Linked DNA regions of Mus musculus: regions 1 and 2 are each linked to region 3. Evidence: chromatin contacts called from public HiChIP or PLAC-seq and promoter capture Hi-C data. All regions are on one chromosome and are shown on one strand. Each heading gives the region's core, a stretch centred on a gene start, on an enhancer-like site or on the middle of the called end of the contact. The rest is flanking DNA. Distances are from core to core; before and after follow the strand shown.

The links. Promoter capture Hi-C pulls out the DNA fragments that hold promoters and counts their contacts. HiChIP or PLAC-seq counts read pairs in DNA pulled down with a chosen protein or histone mark.
Region 1: a contact with region 3 is called in an H3K27ac HiChIP or PLAC-seq map of embryonic stem cells, with 8 read pairs. The contact joins two enhancer-like sites. A contact is called at or near these places in 2 of 115 datasets of contacts at active chromatin or transcription factors (both in embryonic stem cells).
Region 2: a contact with region 3 is called in a promoter capture Hi-C map of embryonic stem cells, with 5 times the contacts expected there. The contact joins the promoter of Cwf19l2 here to the enhancer-like site in region 3. A contact is called at or near these places in 13 of 39 promoter capture datasets (the 3T3-L1 cell line, 3T3-L1-derived adipocytes, the C10 cell line and 9 more), 2 of 484 Hi-C or Micro-C datasets (cortical neurons and stem cell-derived primordial germ cell-like cells) and 5 of 115 datasets of contacts at active chromatin or transcription factors (embryonic stem cells, epiblast stem cells, large pre-B cells and 1 more).

What each region holds. Positions count from the first base shown.
Region 1 is chr9:3,375,222-3,378,120 of GRCm38.p6, reverse strand. All of the region lies in intron 10 of Alkbh8 (alkB homolog 8, tRNA methyltransferase), which reads right to left. Among named protein-coding and RNA genes, the nearest start is that of Gm23275, 19 kb to the left of the region's middle. Within about 2 kb of position 1,605, at least 8 of the 459 cell types and tissues checked have an H3K27ac peak or open chromatin away from gene starts, as enhancers often do. A contact at or near this core is called in embryonic stem cells, where this site is marked.
Region 2 is chr9:3,402,667-3,405,419 of GRCm38.p6, reverse strand. It overlaps Cwf19l2 (CWF19-like 2, cell cycle control (S. pombe)), which reads right to left and starts at 1,335. Exons shown (of 18, transcript NM_027545.2): 1 at 1,230-1,335. The coding sequence starts at 1,322.
Region 3 is chr9:4,282,298-4,285,357 of GRCm38.p6, reverse strand. No RefSeq gene overlaps it. Among named protein-coding and RNA genes, the nearest start is that of Aasdhppt, 26 kb to the left of the region's middle. Within about 2 kb of position 1,272, at least 26 of the 459 cell types and tissues checked have an H3K27ac peak or open chromatin away from gene starts, as enhancers often do. A contact at or near this core is called in embryonic stem cells, epiblast stem cells, stem cell-derived epiblast-like cells and 1 more, where this site is marked.

The DNA.
Region 1 (2,899 bases), core at 356-2,855, 910 kb after region 3:
AATAATCAGAACAAAAAATGCACTAAATAAACACAGAATATTAAAAGCAGTAAGGGAAAAAGGTCAAGTAACATATAAAGGCAGGCCTATTAGAATTACTCCACACTTCTCACCAGACACTATGAAAGCTAGAAGATCCTGGACAGATGTTATACAGACACTAAGAGAACACAAATTCCAGCCCAGGCTACTATGCAAACCTCTCAATTACCATAGATGGAGAAACCAAAGTATCCCATGACAAAACCAAATTCACAAAATATCTTTCCACAAATTCAGCCCTTCAAAGGATAATAATGGAAAAACACCAATACAAGGACAGAATATGCCCTAGAAAAAGCAAGAAAGTAATCCTTCAACAAACCTAAAAGAAGACAGCCACAAGAACAGAATCCCAAATCTAACAACAAAATAACAGGAAGCAACAATTACTTTACCTTAATATCTCTTAATATCAATGGACTCAATTCCCCAATAAAAAAAAACATAGACTAACAGACTGGCTACACAAACAGAACCCAACATTTTGCTGCTTACAGGAAACCCATCTCAGAGGAAAAAAACAGACACTACCTCAGAGTGAAAGGCTGGAAAACGATTTTCAAAGCAAACGGTCTGAAGAAACGAGGTGGAGTGCCATTCTAATATCGAATAAAATCAACTTCCAAAGTTATTTTAAAAAATAACTTTGAAGGGCCACTTCACACTCATCAAAGGTAAAATCTTCCAAGATGAACTCTCAATTCTGAATATCTATGTTTCAAATGCAAGGGCAGCCACATTCATTAAAGAAACTTTAGTAAAGCTCAAAGCACACATTGCACCTCACACAATAATAGTGGGAGACTTCAACACCCCACTCTCATCAATGAACAGATCCTGGAAACAGAAACTAAATAAAAACAAAGAGAAACTTATAGAAGTTATGAAACAAATGGATTTAACAGATATCTACAGAACATTTTATCCTAAAACAAAAGGATATACCTTCTCAGCACCTCATGGTACCTTCTCCAAAACTGACCATATAATTGGTCACAAAACAGGCCTCAACAGATACAAAAATATTGAAATTGCCCCATGATTCCTATCAGATCACCATGCACTAAGGCTGATCTTCAATAACAACATAAATAAAACAAAGCCAACATTCACGTGGATAACTTGGTCAAGGAAGAAATAAAGAAATTAAAGACTTTTTAGAGTTTAATGAAAATGATGCCAAAACATACCCCAACTTATGGGAAACAATGAAAGCATTCCTAAGAGGAAAACTCATAGCTCTGAGTGCCTCCAAAAAGAAACTAGAGAGAGCACACACTAGCAGCTTGACAGTACACCTAAAAGCTCTAGAACTAAAGGAAGCAAATTCACTGAAGAGTAGAAGGCAGGAAATAATCAAACTCAAGGGTGAAATCAACCAAGTGGAAACAAAAAGAACTATTCAAAGAATTAACCAAACCAGGAGTTGGTTCTTTGAGAAAATCAACAAGAAAGATAAACTGTAGCCTCTAACAAGCCTGAAGCAGGCTGAGCCAGACCTTGACTTTGTTGCTACTAAGGAGATCACCTAGGGTGGAGCCTGCCTCCCTGGATCACTCTATTGTTCAGCAACTGCTGCTGCTGCTACCTGCTGGGAGTCTGCCTAGCTGTTCCACAGTCTACATCTGATCCTACACTTGGTCACCTGCAGCTGGGCTCCGAGTATGATTTGGCAGGAATGGGCTTCCCCCCTCCTTTATAAAGCTTGTCCCCCATTAAAAATTTGAGCCTTGATCAGAATACTGTATTGGTTCCATATCTCTCTCTCTCTCTCTCTCTCTCTCTCTCTCTCTCTCTCTCTCTCTCTCTCTCTCTCTCTGCCTAGTTTCCTTTTCTTTCAGATCCAGGCTGCCTCCCAGGCTCGAAATCTTACATGAGAGCCTCAAGCCGGCCCCAACAATAAACCCTTAGCCAGACTCACTAGAGGGCACAGGGACAACATCCTAACTAACAAAATCAGAAATGATTTTGCTATACTCAACAAAACTGGAAACCTGCAAGAAATGGATTTCTAGACAGATTCCAGGTACTAAAATTAAATCAGGATCAGATTAACGATCTATACAGCCCCATATCCCCTCCCAACCAAAAGAAGCCCAGGACTGGATGGGTTTAGTGCAGAATTCTATCAGACCTTCAAAAAAGACCTAATTCCAACTCTCCTCAAACTATTCCACAAAATAGAAACAGAAGGAACACTACTCAATTAATTCTATGAAGCCACAATTACTCTGATACCTAAACCACACAAAGATCCAACAAAGAAAGAGAACTTCTGACCAATTTCCCTAATGAATATCGATGCAAAAATACTCAATAAAGTCCTCGCAAACCGAATCCAAGAACACATCAAAACAATAGTCCATCATTCCAGCGATTCAGGGATGGTTTAATATACGGAAATCCATCAACGGAATCCACTATATAAACAAACTCAAAGACAAAAACCACATGATCATCTTGTTAGATGCTGAGAAAGCATCTGACAAAGTCCAACACCCCTCCATGATAAAAAACTTGGAAAGATCAGGAATTCAAGGCCTATACCTAAACATAATAAAAGCAATATACAGCAAACCAGTAGCCAACATCAAAGTAAATGAAGAGAAGCTGGAAAGAATTCCACTAAAAGGCTGCCCACTTTCTCCCTACCTATTCAATATAGTACTAGAAGTCTAGCCAGAGCAATTAGACAACAAAAGGAGGTCAAGGGGATACAAATTCGAAAGGAAGAAGTCAAAATACCACTATTTGCAGATGATATGATAGTATATACAAGTGACCCTAAAAATTCCATCAGAGAATTCCTAAACCTGTTAACAGCTTCAGTGAAGTGGCTAGATATAAAATTAACTCA
Region 2 (2,753 bases), core at 86-2,585, 880 kb after region 3:
TAGACTTTCCCAAAAGTTATAAATCTGACCTTTTTCCATGCCTTCAAAATAGACAGTGCCAATACAATTGACTCAGAAAAGTTATCCTCTTAAAAAGAAAGAACCATATGGCTAATTTCTAGTCAGCAGTCAACAATAGTAATACAATGCAAGAAGTTTCTTCTGCTTTCTCATCCATCTGTCAAAATTCCTAAGCTGACTTTGGTCCTTATCAAACTGTATGTAGATTTGTCTAAAATTCTTCACAGCTGACAAAGAGTTTCTTCCAAAAACTGTTTGAAATATCAAACAGACAGTCATTATGATTATTCATTATATCTATTTTGAAATCAGCCAATATTCATGATGCTTTATCTGACCAAGACTAACTGCCCACCCATCCCCTTAAAATGTGACTGAAGGAAGGCATTACTCATTCTTCCTATTTATTTTCTACTCTCTATATGCATTTAAACTTATTTAAAATTCTTTTATCATAAAACAAAAAACCCAAAACATAGTCACGGAACATTCCGTTGTTCAACTACAAATTCATCTTTTTCACTGTCACAATTAATCAGGAATAACTGTCAATAACTGTTCAATAATTTACTTCTTCCGTTTTTATAAACTCCATACATTTCAATGTTAATGAGAATTCTGTTTCCAAAACCTGGGGTCGGGGAGCACATATTCTGAGTCTCTTATGCTAAAACAGTGTTTCAATCAGTAAAGGCTGGCCTAAGCCTGGAGTTGAAAGGAAAACGTGGAGGAAACACCAACGTATTCAAATGTGTCCTACTTCCAATAAGCCGGGGCAATGACTCATGCTTCGAATTAACTGGTAAGAAGAGTCCTCGGATGTGACACTGGACACAGAAACTGAGCAATCCAGGCGGCTGAAATATCAAGAGTGCTTAAAAACTAAGGAAACTGGAAGGAAACCAATCAATCTTTTTGCGGAGAGAAATAGCAAATGGAGCCGGTCCGAGCGTTTAGAAGACAACTGCATTGGAAAAAGACCAAAATCAGACAAGGTGAGATACCGAAGTAACGAGAGAAGTGAGTGGACTATCTCCCAGGATTCTCAAGTCCTACAACTTTTAAATAACATTCCGAAACCGTAAGATTTATAAAACGAAAGTATTTCAAGAACTAAATCTCGGAAAGCGATTACCTAGCATGCAGAAGCCCTTAGTACAACCCCAGTTTTAAAAAGGAAGAAAGAAAATTCTCCAAAGCCGGGATACCTGGCGTAACACCTCGGCCCTGGCATTACGGGTCTGTTCTTTTCGCTCTTCGATACTGCTAGCACTTTCAAATCTTACACTAAACGCCTCCATAGTTGTTGCCGTCGAAAAGCAAGGACGCCGTCGGGAAACCTCGGTTTACGACTGTCGTAATTTAGAAACCGAATCTGCATTTCAAAATAGTAGGGAAGGGGCGTTACTATGCCAACAGAGCAGGCGCAGTTCCGAATGTTTCGCCTGTGAAAGGTTCAGCGGAAACTTGTAGCCTGCTGGAGAGTTGATCTTTCAGATGTACTAGGTTCGCTAAGCGCTGAGTTAATATAAACATGCGTTATTATGAGCCCTGCGATATATTAACTCATTTCTCAATAGGACTCTTAAAACACTCCAGTAAGCTAGAAGTTACTTACTTCCCCCTTCTTGCCTGACTTCCTGTGACTGTGCATCAACCTGAAGGGAACCTGATCAGAAAGTCAGAACGTGGGGGGAAAAGGGAAAAACAAAAATTGCTCTTAAGAATCAGTATAGGGGCTGGAGAGATGACTCAGTGGTTAAGAGCACTGACTGCTCTTCCAGATGTCCTGAGTTCAATTCCCAGGAACCACGTGGTGGCTCACAACCCTCTGTAATGGGATTGAACGCCCTCTTCTGGTGTGTCTGAAAACAGTGACAATGTACTCATATAAGTAAAATAAGTAATTAAAAAAAAAAGTTCAGTATTTTTCTTTGATGGGTGTCTTGAAATATATTTAAAACTGGGGTAGAGAGATGGGTCAGTGATTTAGGTGCTAACTGTTCTTGCAAAGGACCTAAGGCCACATCCAGGAACTCACAGGGATCATCAAAACCATCTCTAGCTCCATTTCCAGGAGATCTCCCTCTTCTGGCCTCCACAGGCATTGCAACTACATGATGACATAACACTCATTAAATAAATAAATAAATAAATAAATAAATAATTCTTAATTATTTGGAGGTCAAGACTTGGTGTTGCACAAGCCTGGGTGCAGGAAGAGTCCTCATCACCCAGAAGAAAGATGCCTTGGTTGTGTGGTTATCTCTCATAAAGAAAAAACAGTGACCTCTGTTGTATTTATTGCATCTTGCATAATTAAGTCTCTGTATCAAAAGACTAGCCCCATCTGTGCTTCATTTGATTCGCCCACTAGGATAGAAACAGGAAAGTTGAAATAAGCCATTTCTATCTCCTTTTGCCCATATCAACTCAGCAAATTTAAGATGACAAACTTGAATGGTTACAACCCCTTTATTTGATTCATTATGTTTGTGAGGCAGCACTCCAGTTTGTGCATCTGAAGCAAGGATAACCAGCCAATTCAGAGTTGATAGGAAGGGCTAATATACCTGCCCACGCATTACCAAAGGCACTCAAAAAGACTTGCCATGAAATATTGAAGGCTAAACGCACTGATGATTTTCGAAAACCTTGCTTCTCCGTAGGGAGAGCTTTGAAATTTCTTTTGTTGTTGTTGTTGTTGTTGTTGTTGTTGTTGTTGTTGAGAA
Region 3 (3,060 bases), core at 23-2,522:
TGTCTTCATTCAAATATCATCTTTTAAGTGTGTCACATTCTGTCAAAGTTTGTACACTACCATCTTTATAATTGCCAACATTTATGATCTTGCCTCTACTTTTATTCCTGTTACTTAACACTATAAAGTGGCACATGTTACTTTCTTCCCTATTAATTGCTCTATTCCATTTAGGGCTCTGGAATGCTTTTGTTTACTTCTACTTTCCTGTATCCAGAAGTTCAGTAACTGTTGAATGAGTAATTATTGGGGTTCTTTATTGGTTTTCTAGGGCTGTCGGGGCAGGGGAGAGGGGGACAAAACAAAACACTAAAGGCAGTTCATTCACAGCAGAAAACTTTGCTCATTGATGAAGAATGGAATTTTGAGATCAAGCCTGTAGTAGGGTTGATTTTTGAGACACCTCCTCCCACTGACTCATAGATCTAACCTTATCCTTGTGTTCCCAAATAGTTTTTCCTCTTTTTTGTTTGTTTGTTTGTTTGTTTTGTCTTTTGAGACAGGTTCTCTGCGCAGCCCTGCCCTGGAACTTGCTCTGTAGACCAAACTGGCCATGAACTCAGAGATTTGTTTGACTCTGTCTCCTGAGTTCTGGGCCAAAAGGCATTTGACACCACCACCTGGCATGCACTAGTTCCGTTTTTTTGTTTGTTTGTTTTTTGTTTTTTATAGGGACTATTAGGTCTTCTCATCACTGTGATTTAAAAGGGAAAAAAGGAAGAAAGCTTTATTTTACCTCATGGTTTCAGGGGATTCAGTTCATGGTTGGTAGACATCATGGAGAAATCAAGGAAAAGAAAGAGTAGCAATTATTCCTAAGGGACAGGAAGTAAGAAGAGGTTTCTCTAGACAAGGTCTGTTTTTTTCGGCCAGTCTCTGTCTCCTAAAGATGACACCTTCTCCAAATAGTGCCACCATAAGAGTTGGGGAAAGGGGTATTTCCCAATCAAACTGTGAGAGGGATGCTAGACCTACATAATGATAGCCTGTTCTAGTGAACTTAATTAACATTGAATTGCCCTGTTGTAAGCTGGCCCGCGGCCTACTTGAACCGGGTACACCTGGGAGGCAGGCTGGGGCTGAAAGAGACTAGAGTGCGAGAGAAATTAATGGAGACCAAGACAGGTTCTGTTCAAGGCCAGTTTACTAAGAGAGTATGCTTATAAGGGGGAAGGCCCATCCCCCACCAGTCCATTCTTGGTGTCTGGAGCCAGCCTTTTGGGGAGGTACAGGATAGGATGTTCCTCTGGAGTATCTCAGCGGCCTCTCAGCAGGTAGCAGTGTCTTGGAGGTGAAGTGGCGGGTGGAAGAACAATAGAGCCGTCTAGGCAGGAAGGCTCCACCCCAGGTGGTCTAATTCTCAGTGGCAATGGAGTCTGACCCAGCCTGCTTCATGGTGGGGGAGGTTACATTGCCCAATCTCCTTATATACTCCCAGATACACAAGAGTTACATAATATAGTCACTTGCAGATTTTTCTAATAGCTTCTTAGCTGGTGAGAGGAGGAGGCTTACCATGCCATTCTAATCTTATGAGAAAAGCTCTGACTACTTCATTGGACAAGACTGGAAACAGCTGCTGTTTCTTGTGGTTCCTGTGGAACCCACATGTCAATGTGTCACTGGCATGCAGGTGTGCGGATCTCTTCTGGACTGTAGGGCGCTCCTTGTGAATCTGATAAAGCCATGGACTCTTGTTTTGTTTTGATTTTTCAGAAAAAAAAAAAAGTGTATCTGTGTGCACTGAAACACCCATGCAAATCTTGTATTGTTAATATAAGAATTGAATGAATAATATATAAACATATAACATGCTTCTAATTCTTGTTGATACTTCCTCTGATTCTTTCTCCTGAAATTTGTTCTCCATTATTTGATCACATAATTTTTTGTAGCTTGCTGGGGACAACATACAATGACAGGGCCTACCTGCAGTAGGCCAGGATGGAGGCATCTTAGAAGCCCGCAGCAGCTCCTTGTAGAAAAGGATGGCTTCTGAAACCCTGAGAAGCAGGAAACACATCCCTTCGGGGGACCTGCCATCTGAAATAGGGGACTGCCTGCAGTAGGCTGGGATGGAGACATCTCAGTAGCCTGCGGCAGCTCTTTTTTTTTTTTTTTTTTGCGGGTGTGTGTGTGTATGTGTGTGTTTGAAGACAGGGTTTCTCCTAACCTTAGCCCTAGACTGCATGGATTTATTTGTGTGTGACTGCTTTTCAATTGTCCTTGCTATGGATAATTCTATTATATCTGACTTTCTTACTTCTTTTTCTTTCTGCTCTGGTGAATTCTGTGAATTTGGGTGTTCCTTGATGTAATGATTTTTAAAGAATTAAAAATTGAGGCATGAGACACTGCACAGTAAAATCTTAATGGCCCAGGTGCATGCTGTGTGTTCTTATCTTGGAAACAATGGAAGAGCTGCACAATGGTAGTTGCAGATTAATGCTTGACTTGCAAAGAAAGTTTGAAGAAACTTTAGAAAATGAAATGGAGCTAACAGGATCCCAAGAAAGGAAAAATTATTATTATTATTACTATTACTATTATATATTTTCTTTATTTAAATTACAAATGTTATCCCCTTTCCTAATTTCCCATCCGAACATCCCCTATCCCCCCTACCCACTCCCCAACCCACCCACTCCCATTCATGGTCGTGGCATTCCCCTATACTGGGGCATAGAGCCTTCACAGGACCAAGAGCCTCTCCTCCCATTGATGACCGACTAGGCCATTCTCTGCTACATATATAGCTAGAGCCACAAGTTACACCATGTGTTTTCTTTGATTGGTGGTTTAGTTTCAAGGAGCTCTGAGGGTACTGGTTAGTTCATATTGATGTGCCTCCTGTGGGGCTTCAGACCCCTTCAGACCCCTGGGTATTTTCTCTGGCTCCTTCATTGGGGACCTTGTGCTTCATCCAATGGATGACTGTGAGCATCCACTTCTGTATTTGCCAGGCACTGGCATAGCCTCACAAGAGACAGCTATATCAGGCTCCTGTCAGCATGTTGGCATCTGCCTAGTGTCTGGGTTTGGTGGTTGTTTATAAGATAG